Linked DNA regions of Oryctolagus cuniculus: region 2 is linked to region 1. A link is a contact called in public Hi-C data. All regions are on one chromosome and are shown on one strand. Each heading gives the region's core, a stretch centred on a gene start, on an enhancer-like site or on the middle of the called end of the contact. The rest is flanking DNA. Distances are from core to core; before and after follow the strand shown.

What was found. Hi-C and Micro-C count contacts between places; a contact is called where the count stands out from the background.
Region 2: a contact with region 1 is called in a Hi-C map of an unstated tissue, with 7 times the contacts expected there. The contact joins two enhancer-like sites. A contact is called at or near these places in 2 of 6 Hi-C or Micro-C datasets (ear pinna and an unstated tissue).

The regions. Positions count from the first base shown.
Region 1 is chr18:41,786,373-41,790,668 of mOryCun1.1, forward strand. It overlaps NDRG4 (NDRG family member 4), which reads left to right. Exons shown (of 16, transcript XM_070061974.1): 3 at 1,448-1,492. Among named protein-coding and RNA genes, the nearest start is that of SETD6, 16 kb to the right of the region's middle. Within about 2 kb of position 1,744, at least 2 of the 8 cell types and tissues checked have an H3K27ac peak or open chromatin away from gene starts, as enhancers often do.
Region 2 is chr18:41,921,354-41,925,649 of mOryCun1.1, forward strand. No RefSeq gene overlaps it. Among named protein-coding and RNA genes, the nearest start is that of SLC38A7, 21 kb to the right of the region's middle. Within about 2 kb of position 2,593, at least 1 of the 8 cell types and tissues checked has an H3K27ac peak or open chromatin away from gene starts, as enhancers often do.

The DNA.
Region 1 (4,296 bases), core at 494-2,993:
CGCTGGGCTTCTCGCCTAATGCTTGGGGACTCCCTGCCCAGCAGAGGGCAGCAGAGGCAAGGAAGGGGCCGTGAGCCCTGCTTTACTCGTGCGTGGTCTGGTCCCCCGACAGGGGTCTCCCTCCAGCGGGCCCAGCTGGCTTTTTTTTATCGGGCAAAGCATAACAAGTCAGGCACAGGGGCGCATCTCCAGTGGCACTCCCCTCCTCTGGGAGGTCAGGTGGTGAATCCTGATCCGTTTGTGTCTGGGAGGCACTGAGTCCACGCCAGGATCCGTGCTGAGAGCACAGCCAGGCGCACCCTGGAGTCCAGCACGCACACCAGGCGCCCATCACGGACACAACACCCCCCCCCCCCAGTGTAGCGCGGGAGCCCTAGGGATTCGGGAGGACAGAGCAGGCAGGTTAGGGGGCGTGGCCAGTGCTGCAGACCCTGACAGTGCCTCTGTGCGGGTGGGAAGAGCCCCCTTGTGACTCAGCTTCCCCACCCCTAAAGCGGGGGAGATAGTCATGCCCGCCCCACCCCCCTCCCCTGCTTCTGTCCTGGTGCCTTTGTTTGTGCCCACAGCTGGAGCTGCCCCCAGAGACACAGCTGGGGGGGTTGGGATTCCCAAGAAAGAGGCGCCGAACACCAGGGCGTCCAGACCAAAGCCTTGCCTGGGGGCCCTTGTTTGCAGTGCACAGAGACTCCGCCTGGCTGTGCCTGCAGCCAGGGGCCCAGTGTGTGTGCTTAGATGGGGTTGAAGGAACTGGGGCTCAGGGTCAGGGCCACTGGTGCCTGGGAGTGGTCGAGCTCCCAGCCTGGGCTCCAGGGTTGGGCTGGGTCACAGGGCTGTTGGCACACACCTGATTCTCCATCAGGACGCAGAGAGCTATGGGCGGGCGGACCCTGATGCTCAGGAGAAGAGGACGTGGGGGCAGAGTGTATGTGGAGTCAGAGATCCCACCACGTTCCAGCCTGCGACCCTGCCTCTCGGAGCCTCTTCTCACCGATGGGGAAGCCCATAGGCTCATCTGCCTACTACGTGATAGCCCGATGCCTGGCTCCTGGCCTCCCATCTTCTCTCTGGTAGACAGACAGGCAGAGCTCCATCCACTGGGTCACTCTCCAAATACCTGCCATAGCTGGGCTGAAGCTGAGAGCCAGAAACATAATTCGCATCTCCTACCTGGGCGGCAGGAACCCAACCACTACTGCCTCCCGAGGTCTGCACTAGCGGGAAGCTGGAGTCAGGAGCCGGAGCCAGGAACTGACCCCAGGTGCTCCAGCGTGGGATTCAGGCGTCTCAGCCCTGGGCTGAATGCCTGCTCCTTCTTGGCCGCTTTGGTTCACATTTGGATAGATCGGGGAACGGCGAGACTGCTTGAGGTGGAGACCCTGTGCCCTCCCAACCCCCCCGGGGCCAACTGGGGCCTAACCTGCCACCCCTTCTGTTTGCCTTCCCATAGGAGAATACCGACAACTTCCTCGCGACTGTGGACACAGACTGGAAGGTAGGTCAAGGCTGTGCCTCCTGAGATGTGGGACTGACAGCTGCCCTTTCCCTCCCTGGCCACGTCCCATAGTGGGGTCACAGCCCTTCTGTGTGCCCCAGCCTGGAGTGGCCGGGGCTGGGCACCTCCCACCCCCCAGGACCGCCCCCACTGCTCGCTGTAGCTCTGCCTGCCCCTCGCCGGAGGTGGGGGCCAGGCTCTGACTTCCTGGCAGGGAGGGGCGGGCCTGGGGGAGTGAGGATGGAGCAGGAGTGAGGGATGTTGTCATCTGAATCAGCGTTTTCCTCCAATGAAAGCCCAGTTGCTGCTCCAAAATAGCTCCTGTTTCCATGGCAGCAGTTGCCCAGACAACCATGGCCTCTTTAGTTAGGAGACCCGATTCTCTGTGCAAACCGAGCTCGATTCTCTGTGCAAACCGAGCTCGCTCCTGGTGGTTAGTCCCGCTCTTCAAGGTCTTGCTCGCTGAGCCGGCCGTTTCTCTCCTCGAGTCCAGCACTGACCATTCATTTCCAGGTCTCAGAAAACAGCTACGAGGAGGCACCACAGGGAGCCCCACTGGGTCCACGTCCCACTGGCCCTGCTGACCTCCCTTAGGGTCAGTCTCCAAGCCCCATGAGAGCACCGACCTTGAGATCTGGACTCAGGGGCGATGTGTAGGTGGGGCTGCCTGTGGCTTCTCCCCTAGAGGCCACAGTTCTGCAGCCAGGGCCTGGGGCCTGTGTGCTGATCCCTTGGTCACGCACAGCTTCAAGGACGCCCGCGGTGTGCTCGTGTCCAGCTCCCCAGGGAGAGTTGCCTGCAAACACCAGGGACTCTGGAGCTGGGCAGGGAAGGCTGGGACTTGCAGTGGGGAAGGAATGGGCCTCAGGCAGGGGATGGGAGGGATGTGGCGGGAGATGGTCGGAGCAGGTGCAACAAGGAGCTCTGGTCCTGTCTGCTCCAGACAAGGATGGGGTGAAATCCTGGAGCAGCCAGCCCCTACCTGGATCCTCTGGTCCCACAAGGCCAGGGGCAAGGGTGTTGGGGAGTGAGGGATGCAGGGACGCCTGGGGTCACAGAAGAGCCCCCCCCCAACGCAGGGACGCCCTGGGGTTGCAGAGGAGGCCCCCCCCCCGCTGCCCCTCTGAGTGCCCAGCTGCTTCTACCAGGCCTCCTGCTGGCCCCTGTGGGCAGCTGCCTGCCCCCAAGTTGCCAGACCCATGCCTGGGGCAGCTGCCCATGTGGCCCTACACCTGACCCAGGGCCGCACATGTAGAAACGCATCTTCCTGGCCACCCGTTAGACCCCTGGGGGCAGGGTTTTTTAGGGATTTTTTTTAGAAAAGCAGCCACAAGCACGGTGGTTTTCTGGGCCAGGGCATGCAGGGATGTTACCCCTGACGTGTGGTGCATGGGAGCAGGAGGGACCCTCGGGAACCAGACAGACCTGGGTCCAGGTTGGGTCCCTGCCACTGATGCGACTTCCAGCCACACGGCTCCACCGGCTGCACCACTGCTACAGTGAGGCCGGCAGCCCTGAGTGTGGGGGAGTGAAGGTGCCCACAGGCCCAGGTTGGGACACTCGGCTGACCGTGACAAGCGGCCACCAGATCCTGGGGCCGGAGCCAAGACTGCCTGGGTGTGTGTGTGACTCTGTTCTCTGTTCACTGCTGTGTGATGTCTGGCAGGTTACCCCATCTCTCTGTGCCTCCTTTACACCCCCCCCCTTTTTAAAGGATTTATTTGTTTATTTGAAAGCTAGAGGAGAACTACAATGGCCAGAGCTGGGCCAGGCAAAGCCAAGAACCTGGAGCTTCCTCCAGGTCTCCCACGTGGGTGCAGGGGCCCAGGCACTTGGGCCTCTTCCACTGCTTTCCCAGACACATTAGCAAGGAGCGGGATTGGAAATGGAGCAGCCGGGACCTGAACTGGTGCCCACGTGGGATGCCGGCACTGCAGGCTGCGGCGCCACAGCACCAGCCTTCTTTTAAAGTGGGTGTTACGAGGACGCAACAAGGAAACAAGTCCTAATGTGTTTGCTGATCACGTGACCCCAGGCTCCTTAGCAGTAGAGTGGGAAAGTCACCCAAGCCCTGAGGGCTCCCGTTCCCCGTCCTCTCGTGGTTCCCCGGGTCGTATTTGCCTGTGCAGTGGACGCCACCGTTGCTCGCATTTTCAGCTGTGGCAGCTCAGAGGGTGACCGACTTACTCAGGGTCACCCAGAGCCCTGCCTGGCACCAGGGATTGGTGAGCAAAACCTGAGTCCGTCTTGTCCGGCTGCAACAACTGAGGGACACTGTCAGGGGGGAGGGACACTTGTCGTCCCTCTCTTCCTCTCTCAGGGCCAAGGTCAGGTCTGGGATGGCTTATGCAGTTTTTTCCTCATTTGCATTGCAGCTCAGTGAGGAAGGCACAGTCACTGTTTTACGATGGGGGAAGCCGGGCACAGAGAGGCTGAGTGAACATTGCCCGTGGACCTCGCTGGTGGCAGACAGTGTAGGACCTGCCTGTGGATTTGCAGCCAGCGGGAAGGGCAGAAATGGGGCAGGCCATCAGCGCCTCTCCTGGGCACAGGGGTGGGCAGAGGCTCCTCAGAGGCCAGAGGCTCGGGTGGGGATCGTGGGGGAGCAGGAGCTAGGAGGCACGATGGGTGTGAAGCCATCTCCTCCTCCCCCTACCTCCCTGCACCCCAGAGGCCGCCTCTGTCGTCTGAGCCCTTCCTGGGCCCAAGCGTCTGCAGGAACAGGGAGCAGGGCTAGAAGAAAGGGCCAGGGACGTGCTGCGCACACGCCTCCGTGGGGTGGGGCAGGGAACGCTGTGGTGGCC
Region 2 (4,296 bases), core at 1,343-3,842, 140 kb after region 1:
GTACAGCAGACCGAGTTGTCAACCTTTTGTTGCAGGCAGAGGAAACCGAGGCCCCTTAGGGCAGGGTGTGGACTCCCCCTGTAACTCCCTTTCCTGGGCCCTCACCGCTGGCTTGCCCTCTGCTGACTACATCCTGAGTCAGGAGCCTCCCTGTCCAGCTGCTCGGGGAATAGGCTTATTTCCTGGAGGGTGGCTGGAGGAAGGAGAGGGCGGGGAACGAATGGACTCTGGAGAAACCAGGCTTGAGATAAGATAGGAATTCTTGTAAAATCAAGATTGATGCCGTGGGGAAAGAGGATAGGGCAGTCTAGGAAGTTCAGTAAGAATGTGGTCTCTGTGGCCCAGCCAGTTAAAGCCCTGGCCTGAGGCACCTGCATACCATATGGGCACCGGGTTCTTGTCCCAACTGCTTCTCTTGCAATCCAGTTCTCTGCTGTGGCCTGGGAAAGCAGTGGAAAATGGCCCAAGTCCTCAGGCCCCTGCACCCATGTGGGAAACCTGGAGGAAGCTCCTGGCTCCTGGCTTCAGATTGGTGCAGCACCGGCCGTTGCGGTCAACTGGGGAGTGAACCAGTGATGGAAGACCTCTTTCTCCCTCTCTCTCTTTCAAAAAAAAAAAAAAAACTTAAAAAAAAAATGTGGGGCCGGTGCCGTGGCTCACTAGGCTAATCCTCCGCCTTGCGGCGCCGGCACACCGGGTTCTAGTCCCGGTTGGGGCGCCGCATTCTGTCCCGATTGCCTCTCTTCCAGGCCAGCTCTCTGCTGTGGCCCGGGAAGGCAGCGGAGGGTGGCCTAAGTGCTTGGGCCCTGCACCCCATGGGAGACCAGGAGAAGTACCTGGCTCCTGCCTTCGGATCAGTGTAATGCGCCGGCCGCAGCGCGCCTGTCAAAGCTAAAAATTAAAAAAAAAAAAAAAAAAAAGAAAAAGGAGCAGTTAGGACTTGAACCAGCACCCATATGGGATAATGCCAGCCCCAGGGACCACATTTTTCTTTTTTCTTTTCTTTTTTTTTTTTTTTGACAGGCAGAGTGGACAGTGAGAGAGAGAGACAGAGAGAAAGGTCTTCCTTTGCCGTTGGTTCACCCTCCAATGGCCACCGCGGCCGATGCGCTGCAGCCCGCGCACTGCGCTGATCCAATGGCAGGAGCCAGGTACTTCTGGTCTCCCGTGGAGTGCAGGGCCCAAGCACTTGGGCCATCCTCCACTGTACTCCCTGGCCACAGCAGAGAGCTGGCCTGGAAGAGGGGCAACCGGGACAGAATCCGGCGCCCCAACTGGAACTAGAACCCAGTGTTCCGGCGCCACAAGGCGGAGGATTAGCCTAGTGAGCCGCGGCGCTGGCCAACTGCTCCATTTCCATTCTACCTCCCTGCTAATGCACCTGGGAGAGCAGTGGAAGATGGCCCAAGTCTTTGGGCCCCTGCACCTACGTGGGAGACCTGGAAGAAGCTCCTGGCTCCTGGCTTCAGCCCGGCCCAGCCCTGGCCTTTGTGACCATTTGGGGAGCGAACCAGCAAATGGAAGGTTTCTGTTTTTTTTCTGTAACTCTGCAATTCAAATAAATAAAATAAATCTTAAAAAAAATATATATATATGGTCTTCATAGATACTGGCTTCAGTCATATCTCGGAGGTGCTCTGGACACCCTGAAGTCAACCTTGCTCAGAGGCCAGGTTGGTAGCCTCAGGGCAGTGGGTGCTGGTGGCCCTGGGTGTCACCTGTCACTCACTGACCGGGATATAGGAGTCTCTGGCTGAGGCAGAGGGCCTGCTCAGTAGAGGGCAGCCCAGAGACAAAGTCAAAGAGGGTGTGGGTGAGTCGGTGAGTCGTCCTCAGTATCTGCCCTGGGGGTGGACCACGCTCTGCCAAGTTCCCATCTCACCCCACCCTCCGTGTGCCTGCCTGGGACAGCCTGCATTAAGCTGTGATGTGGAAGAGAGACATTCATGTGTCAAGTCACTGGGGTTTTAGGGTTTCCCTGTTATAGATAGCATTCCCCTAACTAATACATCGTTTGTTTTCACTGTTAAATTTTTATTTAATTATTTTAGAGGGAGGGAGAGAGAGAGAGACAGAGAGACAGAGAGAGAGGAGACAGATAAGACAGAGGGTTCCCATCCACTGATTCACTCCCTAATGAGCCAGGAACCCAAGGCAGGTCTCCTTCGCGGGCGGCAGAGACCCAACTACTTGTGCCATCACCTGCTGCCTCCTGGGGTGTGTTGGAATCGAGAGCTGGAGCTGGGTCTGGAAACCAGGCACTCTGAGCCGCCATGCAGATGCACAAACTGGCAGCTTGACTTCCGGGCCCCTCCCCGAGGAAATCACATGTTTGGAGGATAGGGGTCTGCCTTCTTCCTGGCAGCCCAGTCTCTGGTCCTCTTCCACATCTTCTGAAGATTTTTCATTGCACCATACCCAGGAATTATTACCAAATTGGGATTTGTATATATCTACATCTAACACACATACCTACAGGATTAGTTTCCGTGATTGATTGGTCTGATTTCCCCCACCAGATTGCACACCATGACTTAGAGGTGGCCTTGCCCTCGTGCAGGGGTGTCATTCATACGTCCAGAGCAGCAGTTGAGTCACCAGGAGCCCAGTGATTCAGAAGCTGGGACTCTCCCTAATCCACAGACTCCCTACTGATGTCAAAATAAATTGTGCAAGGGCGACCTCTATCGACCACAGGAACAAACTGCAGTTGCTCCCTGTGCCAGCCTGCTACATTTATTACTATGCTATTTATCCTCAAGGTTTTTTGTTTTTTTTTTTTTTTTTTTTTTTTTTTTTTTTTTTTTGGACAGGCAGAGTGGACAGTGAGAGAGAGACAGAGAGAGAAAGGTCTTCCTTTGCCGTTGGTTCACCCTCCAATGGCCGCCGCTGCAGCCGGCGCACCGCGCTGATCCGATGGCAGGAGCCAGGATCCAGGTGCTTTTCCTGGTCTCCCATGGGGTGCAGGGCCCAAGCACCTGGGCCATCCTCCACTGCACTCCCTGGCCATAGCAGAGAGCTGGCCTGGAAGAGGGGCAACCGGGACAGAATCCGGCGCCCCAACCGGGACTAGAACCCGGTGTGCCGGCGCCGCAAGGTGGAGGATTAGCCTATTGAGCCACGGCGCCGGCCTTATCCTCAAGGTTTTAACAACTACATCATCAAGGTGGGCATCATCACCCTTCCTTTATGTGCGAGGAAAAGGATGCTCAAGAAGTGAACCCACTCTCTGCGTTCTCACAGTGCAAGAGGTCCCACTGGGATTCAACGCAGGCCTGGCCCCTGCAGCTGGGTGGATCCAGCCCTGGCCCACTGGCATCACTGGGAGCAATGCAGACCTCAGGGCCCCGCCCACACTTAATGATGCCATCATGCATTCTCTGGAGAAGAAACTGGGTTTTCACATTTGTTTTGTAACCATGGCCTGTTACTTTTCTCTAAAGAAGACTTATTTGAAAGAGTTCAAGAGGAGGAGAGAAAGAGATCTTCTGTTCACTGGTTCATTCTCCAAATGGCTGCAATGGCCTGGGCAAGGCCAGGCTGAAGTCAGGAGCCCGGAATGCCGTCTGGCTCTCCCCGATGTGGGTGGCAGGGACCCAAGCACTTGGGCCATCTTCTGCTGCTTTCCCAGTGTATCAGTAGGGGTCTGGATTGGAAGTGGAGCAGCTGGGGCTGGAATCAGCACTCACATGGCAAACTGGCATCGCAGGAGGCAGTTTAACCTGCTGTGCAACGACGCTGGCCCCAAGCCCCGTTGCTTTTCCAAGTGCTTTCTGTACACTCACTCTTCTATCCTGTGAAGTAAATAAGGTCAGTGGTTGTCACCCCCATTTTAGAGATACAGAAACAGTCCTCGAGAAGTGAAGCCACTCTCCCAAGAGCCACAAGCCAGCAGTGGCCAGAAAGGGCTCTGGGATCTGGTGTTGGTGCCAGCAGGAGGCTTGAAGGTGACTGGGGTCAGAAACCACAAGCTGGCTGCGAGGGAGCCCCCCATCACCAGGTTATCCATGCGTGGTCAGAGTGCTGCCTGGCTCCTGCCTGATGACCCATGCGACCCTGGGCCCCGGCTTCTGCACAGCATGAATTCCAGTGAGGATGAGGCAGGGCGAGGGCTGCTGAGCACGTGCCAGACCCCATGAAGACGGCGGGTAGATGAGGAGCACAGGGTCCTGCCCCTACAGAGCTTAGGGTTCAGTGGGGGAGGCGGACACAGATCCAACGTCTACTAGCGTGGGGGCATAGGATGCACACACGGGTGGCTCTGGCTGTGCCTCCGAGTCTGCCTTTGGCACGGAT